Regions from separate parts of the Mus musculus genome. Here region 1 is linked to region 2. A link is a contact called in public HiChIP or PLAC-seq data. All regions are on one chromosome and are shown on one strand. Each heading gives the region's core, a stretch centred on a gene start, on an enhancer-like site or on the middle of the called end of the contact. The rest is flanking DNA. Distances are from core to core; before and after follow the strand shown. Region 1 holds the start of C1qtnf3 (C1q and tumor necrosis factor related protein 3). Region 2 holds the start of Rai14 (retinoic acid induced 14).

Evidence for each region. HiChIP or PLAC-seq counts read pairs in DNA pulled down with a chosen protein or histone mark.
Region 1: an H3K4me3 HiChIP or PLAC-seq map of embryonic stem cells shows a contact between it and region 2, with 12 read pairs. The contact joins the promoter of C1qtnf3 here to the promoter of Rai14 in region 2. A contact is called at or near these places in 2 of 115 datasets of contacts at active chromatin or transcription factors (embryonic stem cells and stem cell-derived neural progenitor cells) and 1 of 9 other capture datasets (liver).

What each region holds. Positions count from the first base shown.
Region 1 is chr15:10,949,588-10,954,100 of GRCm38.p6, reverse strand. C1qtnf3 (C1q and tumor necrosis factor related protein 3) reads right to left here and starts at 1,769. Exons shown (of 6, transcript NM_030888.4): 1 at 1,564-1,769. The coding sequence starts at 1,647. Gm34315 (a long non-coding RNA gene) reads left to right here. Exons shown (of 3, transcript XR_383838.4): 2 at 3,766-3,864; 3 at 4,026-4,470.
Region 2 is chr15:10,713,228-10,717,955 of GRCm38.p6, reverse strand. Rai14 (retinoic acid induced 14) reads left to right here and starts at 3,325. Exons shown (of 18, transcript NM_001166408.1): 1 at 3,325-3,433. It overlaps 4930556M19Rik (RIKEN cDNA 4930556M19 gene), which reads right to left and starts at 3,120. Exons shown (of 7, transcript NR_045063.1): 1 at 2,976-3,120; 2 at 1,182-1,308.

The DNA.
Region 1 (4,513 bases), core at 520-3,019, 240 kb before region 2:
TAGCAGAACCTTCCAGGACGCTGCTGGCTCTTAGGTCTTTATCTGAAAATGCTTCATGAATTCAGGGCTGGAAGACTAGAATGTGGAGTGGAGCAGAACCATAATTGGGATTTCAGCAGCCTGGTTGGTGTTGGTTTCCAGGAAATAATGAAAGACGACCTGTAGCACACTAATGGACAGGCAGGAAAGATACCATCCATCCAGCTGGAAAGCCCACCGAAGCAAGCATCATCAGAGAAAGATGACAGTTTCTGAAAGAGGTGTTCTCTTTACATCTCCCCTTGACAGAGCCCCATGGAGGGACTTGGAAACTATACTGTGTACTCCCCTTAGTTACATGTCTCAGGCTCTGTGGGATTCTAGTCTGACCACAGAACCAGATGATCAACTGAGACTCCTAAATCAGTGGCTGGCAGGGTAGGGGCTTAGATTGCAACTGAAAAGAAGTTCCGAAATCTCTACAAAGCAGACAGACAAGTGGTTTTTGTGGTACTGTGCACTGCTTCAAAGATCATGCAATCTAAAGGAACCCTTCTTCCCTTTCCAGCTAACTTCAGCATTTTTTCATGCTTAGGTGCTAAGTACAAAGAAGTTTCTTCCTGTTTTTGCTGCTTTTGATCACACTGAAGTTTGCTGATTTGTAACTTACTACACCAAAACCTTTACTCATCCCTGTGTTACCTAAAAGAGTTAAAGAAATATCCTGAGATGCTGAGCTTCTGCCCCAACAAATAAATCAGGTTTTGTCATCCAGAAACATTGTATGACACAATACAGCTTGTAATTTAAATATACTGTCTTTTTTTTTTTTTTGCTTCCTTTCCTTTTAATGCTTTAATTCTGTTTTGACTCAAAAAAAAAAATGTCAAACAAGAAGCCATAGCAACCTAGACTGCTCCAAAACAAATAAACAAAACTGGCGAGAAATGGTACAGAAAATTCCCAAGTCCAAGTAAAGCAGGCAGAGGCAAAGGGCAGCTTCTCCCGCTGGGGAGACCTCAGAAGCAGCAAATCATTATCTCCAGCAATGCATCTATCCGCATAGGTCAGCACAAGTTCTCTACATCAACAGAGCAAATTTAAAAAGAAAGAAAAAAGTCCCAACACAAAAGGAAACTGTTGCTTCTGGCTCCCTGTTGCCATGGAAAAGTGCTCTGGCCTCTCTATCCCAGCACATCATACCAGCAACTAGGAGTCCCTGTGGAAACCCAAGACAACCCAGAGACGCTCCCAAACATCCCATCAAACTGCTCACAGGCACCAATCCTAAGAATCTTAGTTAAGACAACAGCAACCTCAGTCATTAAGTTTTCAAAGAAATCCTTAGAAGAGAATTCTGAGTACCTGGCCCCAGAATGGGTTGATCTGGGCTAGGTCCTCTACCTCAGGGTGCGGAAGCGCCTCTGGTCTCAGGGGTTTTAGGTCTGTAGAAGTGTTATTATCCACAGTCCCAGTTTTAGCTTGGCTCTGCTCTCTCACTTTCTCCCTCCTGGAGCCGCTACGGCCAGTCTGCTGGTGGCTCTGCACTATCCTGGCCACCGCTTTATTAGCTCTTCTGCTCACCTCCATGTATTCATCTTGACACAGGCAAAATGGGAGGAAAAGCAAAGGCAGCAGGTGCCACCAGATGCGCTGCCTCCCGAGCATGGCTCGGCAAATCGGCAAATCGACAAGAGTCTCGCAGGGAAGCTTGACAGGGGCTGGAGGTACCGTGGTCGCCTCAGGCAAATGCCAGGTTTGGAGATGAGAGCTGCAGCCGGCTGTGTGGTTTTATACTCTTTGGTGTGTAATAAATAAGGCTGCAGTCATGCCAGAGTGACAGCGGCTCTCCTCCCAGACAGAGCAGCTCTCATTCATCACATTCCTGCACCGCAGGCAAGACAGTCTGTGTGCACGGCGTCCAGTTGGTGGGGTTCATAAATGTCTCACCTTGGCATGTTATTTTGTGTAAGAGTGGAGAAAATGTACACAGCCGGCTGGAAACAGAGTGTGTGTGTCCAGTGGCTTGCCTTCGTGATTAGACGTGGAAAGGCTGTGCCTTTGTGGTCTAAAACGACTCTTGGAAAAACCTACCATTGAGCTTGCCAGGGAATGCGGCTCAGACTGTATCAGTTCCTGCAATCACAGCAGGATCCCATTCAAGGCCATGGAGGGAGGTCTTGCTTTTGCACGGTGCAGATCACAATTTTGCACTTTGGGTCACTGCAAGCAACTCATTCTCCCTTCCAGATACCAGCAGCAGCCTACAGATGGTGACTGGGAAAGACTGACCTGAGTTCAAGGGTAAAGGCTGACTTTGACCAAGATAGTTCCCCCATGCTAAGCTCCATATTCTCCTTTGCGTCTCTACGAGCCAACATTAGAAACCAGATGTTTCTTGCATCTAAGTTCTTGCTAGATGGAAATACAACCTACTTTCTTGTTAAGAGACTCCTCTGGCTGCTCTCTACCCATGGATTGTTGCTGCCCAAAACGAGAGAGACATGGGAAACACCAAACCAAATATACCATTCCAAATAGCTCAAGGTTGAGAGAACTCTATCATTTGTTACCGTTCCTGTGCTTTTACCGATTAAACCAAAGAACAAAAGGATACTCCTAACCTCTTTGTGATTATACATGTATTGCTCTTTAAATTGCTCTGATTTATAGATCACTACTACCCTCTGGTCAGAAGGTTATCAGCCTCACCCCTGCCCCTTGAGGCTTTCTGTGATCCAGAGCTCTTATGGAGGATGAATGGGTTAGTGCCTGATTCTTGGGGCTTCAGAGCAGCTCTAGAAAACAATCATGGTGTATGAAGAAATCATAGTTTCAGGTGGGGCAGCCAGAGAGAGGGAGGGAGGAACTGTACCGCTGCCCTGTTCCTAGCAAATAGAGCTTGAGAGCCATACGGTGCCCCTGAACTGGCCAAAGTGACAATTACTACCTCGGTCACTCCTGAAACTCCTCACCTGACCAACTGTCTCCAGAACCCACATGAATCCAAAGAAAGTGTTGGGCTTCAGTGATAGTCTTCCCATGAAAGAAAGCTCCCTAGGTCACAATAGGGGGCTAGGGGTCATAACTAATCAAAGTAGGTCATTCTCACCTTCTAGGCAGAGATAACCCAGTCCACCAGTGTACCAGCTGTGTCTCAGTTGTCTTCCACCCCAAGGGATCTCCTCCACAGACCAGGAGGCAGTTCTGAAGGACAACAGCCTGTCTAAGGACACATCGGTGGTGAAGACACAACTGTGCATCAGAATAGCCCAGGACAGTGTCTCAGTGGGAGGCTCCAAACGTTAAGAAGGCTTGGGGAAAAAATGTGTCAAAGCAAGAAGAAGTTGTGACAACTGGGTCAGCTGATCCCCTGGTGTTCCAAAAGCTGCGCCTAGCCTTGCCTTTCAGGCTTGAGCCGTCTCCTAATTGTAAACCACCCTCTCCGGACTTCCAGCCCCTTCTAACTCCTAACTACTGTTTCATCGCTACCATCCATTCTCAAACCTAGCTTCCCACTTAAATAAACCAAGAGGTTCTTAAAAATACCAGTGTGACAGTCCCATCTTAGAGCATTCAGTCATAATGCCCAGGACACTGGGGCACTAGAAGCTTCCAGGAGTCTCCACCAGGATGAGTGAGGGCTCGAGTCATTGATGATACCCTCCACAACCTGAGAGGAATAAACAGTCATAGCATGATTTGCGGGTAGCACATGCTGGCCAAACACTACTATAGTTTAGCTCACTGACTTCTCTCAGCAAACCTCTCTTTTCTGTTTTACAGAAAAATCAGAAGGGTCACACAGTGGGAGAGTGGTCATCGGGAACAGACCCTACCAGTCTTCTAGTCTGTACTCTCTGCCTTCCTAAGCAGCACAGGGAGGTAAGCATAGACTACCAGTTCCCCAGCCGCCAGGAACTCTTCCTAATCAGCAAGAGTCCCAGAGTGTCCTGAGTTGATTGTGTGCATCCCACAGACAAAGGTAGTGTAAAAGCCCCCTACACATGTGAGTATGAATTTATTTTGAAATAATCTTTCCATAGATGCCATCAATAAAATCCTTGGAGAAGATGAAGATGAGGATCAGGGCGATGCTTTTACAAGCCAAGAGACATCCAAGATTGCCAGCAAGCTGCCTGAATTTGAGCAGAGGCACAAGATGATCACCCATCCCCGCAGGTCCCTCAGCCGGAACAAATTCACTGACATCTTGATTTCCGACTTCCCGCTTTCAGAATGTGACAAGAGGATTCTTTCTCTGTGGCACTTCACTGAGGCAATCTTCAAGTAAATAAAGATGCCCTGTGTGATAAGTTGAAGAAGAAGAAAAAAAAAACAAAAACAAAAAACAAAAAAAAACCAAAAAAAACCAGGAACAACAAGGCCAGCTACAGTCAGCAGCATTTAATGATCTATTCAGAATAGCTAATAGAAAATATTTTCATGTTTCTAACATAAAAAAATAATAAATGTTTAAGATGGTAGATATGCCTATTGTCCAGATATGTATTTGTTGTATGCATATATTATG
Region 2 (4,728 bases), core at 2,076-4,575:
TGCTCTTAGACTTGTGTCAAGCACTGCATGGTGGCCAGCATTCATGGCACCATCAAGCTGTTTGCCTCATGGCCAGGAGCAAAGATAAAAAGCTACTTGAGTGTCACAGACCCCTTCAAGGGCACATGTCTTTGGACTGAAAAGCCTCCCTGTCCCTACTAAAAGTTTCATCATTTTTCAATAGCACAGTCCTGGGGATCATGCCTTGAACACACAATGGACACTTCAGATCCAAACCGCAGCACTGTCCACACACCAAATATTTTAGTTTTAGTGTGCTTTTTCTGAGAGGTCATGGAGTTGAATATTCTGATGTTCTTTCACTGATTAGGAAAGGGAGACCAGAAGAGGCTAAAACACTTCAAGTTCAAAGCCAAAAAAAAAAAAAAAAAAAAAAAAATGGATCTGATCACCTGGCCTCTTTGCTCTTATTATTCATCATATATGCAATATATATTGTGCAACACTTACCTTTCTGGGGGTAAGGCATGCAGGCAAGGAATGCAATGAAGTGGAAACTTAAGGGTACTTTGGAAAGTCAGTTAGGTGGTGTTTTGCTGGGGCAAACATATGAAGGAATCTTTAGCTAACGTGGACACAGGTGAAAGGATGTTTTGAGAGAGCAAACACACAAAAGGATGCTTGATAAAGAAGTATAAATATGACCCCACAGACAGTGGGAGACAGCACTGAGCATTGGTTGGCTTTGCTCCACTTCATTATTCTTTGCTAACAACACACATATATTGGTTCGCCTTACATGGTGTTGTTGAGCTCAACTTGTGATAACGCCGCCATTGAGTAGAACTTCCCAAGAACTGCTTGTGAGGTTCCTGCAACAGCTTGTGGTTTCTGCGGCAGGTTGGTGAGCCCGGCAGGTTCCTCAGGACTGAGATACAGCTGTCTAGTGTCTTCTTACTAAAAGAACTAGACTGTAGCTGCTGGTTTATGCCTGGTGTCTGCCTGCCTAGAGGACTGGTCTACAGCTGCTAAGTCATATTTGGTGTTTGCTACTGAACTGCTGCCAAAGAAGATTGAATTTGCCCCCCAAAACTATTGCTAAGCAGGTCCTCTCTCCCCATATCCTAATAACCTTTCTCTTCCACTACCTCTACTGGGTGGTGGGCTAGAGGAGAGGTTAAACCCGTAATAAAAATGGGTTACAAAAAAGTTATACCTACCATGTAACCTGTTTATCCCATCAGATTTTAACAGTCTTTAGATAGCAGTTACTCACTTCATTCTGGCAGCCAATTCACAGTCCCAGACATGTTCAAAACCTGAGCTCGGTTAGCATTTCTAAAACTCCTGGGCAAAACAAAAACAAAACAATGAGAAGACGTTACTTAACCCCAAACCGATTTCTGTGCAGGAGGAAGCATTTTGAGGGTTGTCTAAGGAAGGTTGAAGACTCTAGAGTACACTGGGTGTTAATTTTGAGTTTGAAAAGATTGAATCTGCAAACGGTTTTGGCACAGTCTCCCCTCCACACAGTGCCTCACACACATCAAACTTGCTGATGGGGGCTGAGTTATAAACTAATGAGGGTAGCACACAAGGCACCTATGGGAACAGGGCAGCGTGAGAAAGGGGTCTTTTCAGGTGACCAGGAAAGATAAGCAGAGGCGAAGACTTGGGTGATGAAAGGCTGGTTAGAGAGACACTTGTTGAATAGTTTAACTACAGTTTGTCGTCGGTTTCCTAAACAATATGCACACACTGGCATTTCCAAAGGAGCCTTTGACAGGCTGTACCACCCTCCCAGCTGCCTCTGATTCAACAAAAAGCAGATCCACAGGTGGTTACCTTTCCTCCAGCTGGAGGATCGGTAGAAGGTACTTAAATACTCTGTTGGTAACTGATTAAAGAACCCAAGATCAAAACCCGGTTAGAAGAAATGGCCCACACTACACAGGGTGCTGTCAATTGTTTCTTTTAGTGTGGTTTTTAGTTCCACATCACATGTGTAAAAGTGTGTATCTTGCTTTGAATTGGCTCCCCACTCCCACTCCCCTGCCCCGCCCCCCCCCCCCAGGGATTCTTTTTGATGTATGGTACTTAGGAAGTAAAGACTATTGAGCTAAAGATGAAGCTTTTGTTTTCTAGTTGGCAAGTTCGCTTGTGAAAGCTAAGGCAAGGTGTTCTCTTAGGGAAAGGAGTGAAGGGGTGGGGTAAAAAAAAACAAACAAACAAAAAAAAACAAACCACCCGATCCGATGGTAACACACAAAGTCAAGATACTGTACACTGATTGCTGTTAGGGTGACTCTCACTTCTGTTGGAACTGGTTGTTTTTCCTCCTTACTTCAGTGGACTTACAGGCGATCCTAGCAAAAATAGCTAGGATCTGCTTACTCTAGAAACCTTTCTGTGCGAAAGACACAACACCAACCAGGAGTCCCATGGAGCTTTGGTGAGTCAAACTTTTTACGATCTAGCTGGCTAGTGGGACTAAAATCCCTGCTTAAATTAGGGGAATAATAGTGAGATTTCAAACCCTCAGAATTAATGGAAGGGTCGATTCGGTTCAGAGGTCCGGTCCTGGTGGTCTGGGGGAGGGAAGCTTTACCGGATCTCAGGACTTCCAAACTCAAGACACCCCGCTGAGGGCGCTCCTGCCCCTATCTAGCCGGCCAGTCCAGGCTGTAGATAGTCTCCCAAGCCCTGAGCAGAACACAACTAAGTTTTGTCTTACACCTGAGGAGTGTTAGGAAACAGTCGCTCCAACCAACTGGTTTAGCCCAGAAAATGTAAGTACATTCTGGTTTACTTTCTTTTCGTTCACACTGGAAATGGAACCGATCTCAGTCTGGTTCAGAGGGGGCTTGGGTCGGTGACTCGGCTTTTCCTAAGACTACAGATAACTTTGGAAACTGACCAGAAACAAGTACTTTTTCCGAGCCCTTATCCTACCCCAGCGGTGGAACCCGCATACCGCGGATCTCACTAACTTCAAGTTAAGGTGTGAGACAGACCCACGCAGAAGGATTCCCACGATCCGCAGAAACGCAAGCGTGGACGTCCGGGACGCGCCGCGGGCCGGGGCGTGGGCGGTCGCAGAGCACCTCCCGCAGGTCCAGGGAGCAGCTCCGGGGCCAGGTCACCTGACTCCCGGAATTTGGGGCCGCGCGGAGTGGGAGTGGCTAGCAACTCCCTCCTGGAGCCCACGGGATCCAGGTCGGGGGCCGGCGCCCGGCGGCCACGTGGTGGTGCTGCCGTTGCCCCCGCCCTGCCGGCGGAGCCCCGGAGCTGAGCGCCCACTGACCCCGCGTCGGGAGGAGGAGGAGAAGGAGGAGGAGGAGGAGGAGGAGGAGGAGGAGGGACCCAGCGCAGGAAGCCGAGCAGGAAGCGAGCCCGGCAGCCGCACTTTCCTGGGGAAGCGGCGGGCGGGACGGCCAGCGGGGCCAGGAGCTGAGGCCGCCGCTTGGATGGGGTGAGTGGCGGCGGCGAGGCTGGGGTGCGGGCTCTGGACTCGGTCCCCGCCTTTGTGTCTGGGGCTGCGCAGAGCTCCGGGCGCCGAGAGGAGCGGGCGGGAGTTTTGGTCTGGACAGAGCTTTGGCCGCTCACTGACCACGGAAGACAGTTGGAAGGGGGGGTGGGGTGGAGGAACGGGAGGATAGTGGGGATCTGGCAGAAAGAGAGAGAGGTGCGACCTAGTTTGGAAAGGGGGTTCGCCTCCTCTGGCGGTCTGGTGCGGGACAGTGGCGCGGGGTGTCTGCGGAGGGAGCGCGGGTGGGAATGAATGACCGGACCCGAGAGGACGCTGTGGCTGCGCCCCCGGGGCAGCCCGTCCCACTTTCGTGCCCTGCCCCGGGTCCGGTGCCCCAGTCCTTGCTCCCTGGCTCGACCCACCTCTTGACTGAACTTGGAAAAGCCGGAGACGGGAGGTGGGAGCGAGAGACGCCCGGTGGCTCTGGAGACCCACAGTCCGCTATTGTTCCTTTACGGACTCAAGGGAGCTGGTGAGCTGTCTGGAGGGCGCAGGCGAGACCACCCTGGGCCTGCCACTACCCCTTACCCCCAACTCTCCTTGTCATTTTCCCCCACCACAGCTCCTAGGAGGGCAGGGAGGAGGATGCTGGAGTTGGGAAACATTCCAAGCTGCTGGGCTTAGGTCGGCATCCTTCGCGACCCGTCCGGGAGGGCAAGCATCCATCCTTCTTTCAACTCTCGCCTACTGTCTTGGGCCAGTTTGTGTCGCCAGTTTAGGTTCTGCAGTTTCCAGTAGTTTTTCATTTTGGATTTCACATTTCCTTTGGTGGAGGGGGGTTAAGTATGGAAAGGCAACAGATGGGGAGATTAAAGCAGATGGAGCCCACTGTGACTTAAAGAGGCAGGGGTGACCTCACAGAGGCCTGAGCTTTATATAAAGCCAGGCTTTCTTTTCTAAGGAGCCCAGCTCAGCTCAACTTTACGTCGTTACCAAGTATGCAGATGCAAGGCCACTCACTTCGTACCTGCTCCTTCCCTTCACTCTGAACTCTGGTGATTTGAATGCTATCGGCTTTAGGAAGAATAGCGCAGAGCAGAGCTGCCTGGGACTAGAAGACTGCTTATTGTCTGGGGTATGAGATCTCAAGGTTGTGAAGGCTGGCCTAGAGAAGAACAAGGTTTGTCCCTTTAGCGGATCTAGCGTTTGCTCTTTTAGCGAGAACTTGCATCTCCTATGGGTTTGAACGGAATTGGAAAAAAGCCTGTGAATCCCAGGGAGGTTGGACTTCGCTTTGT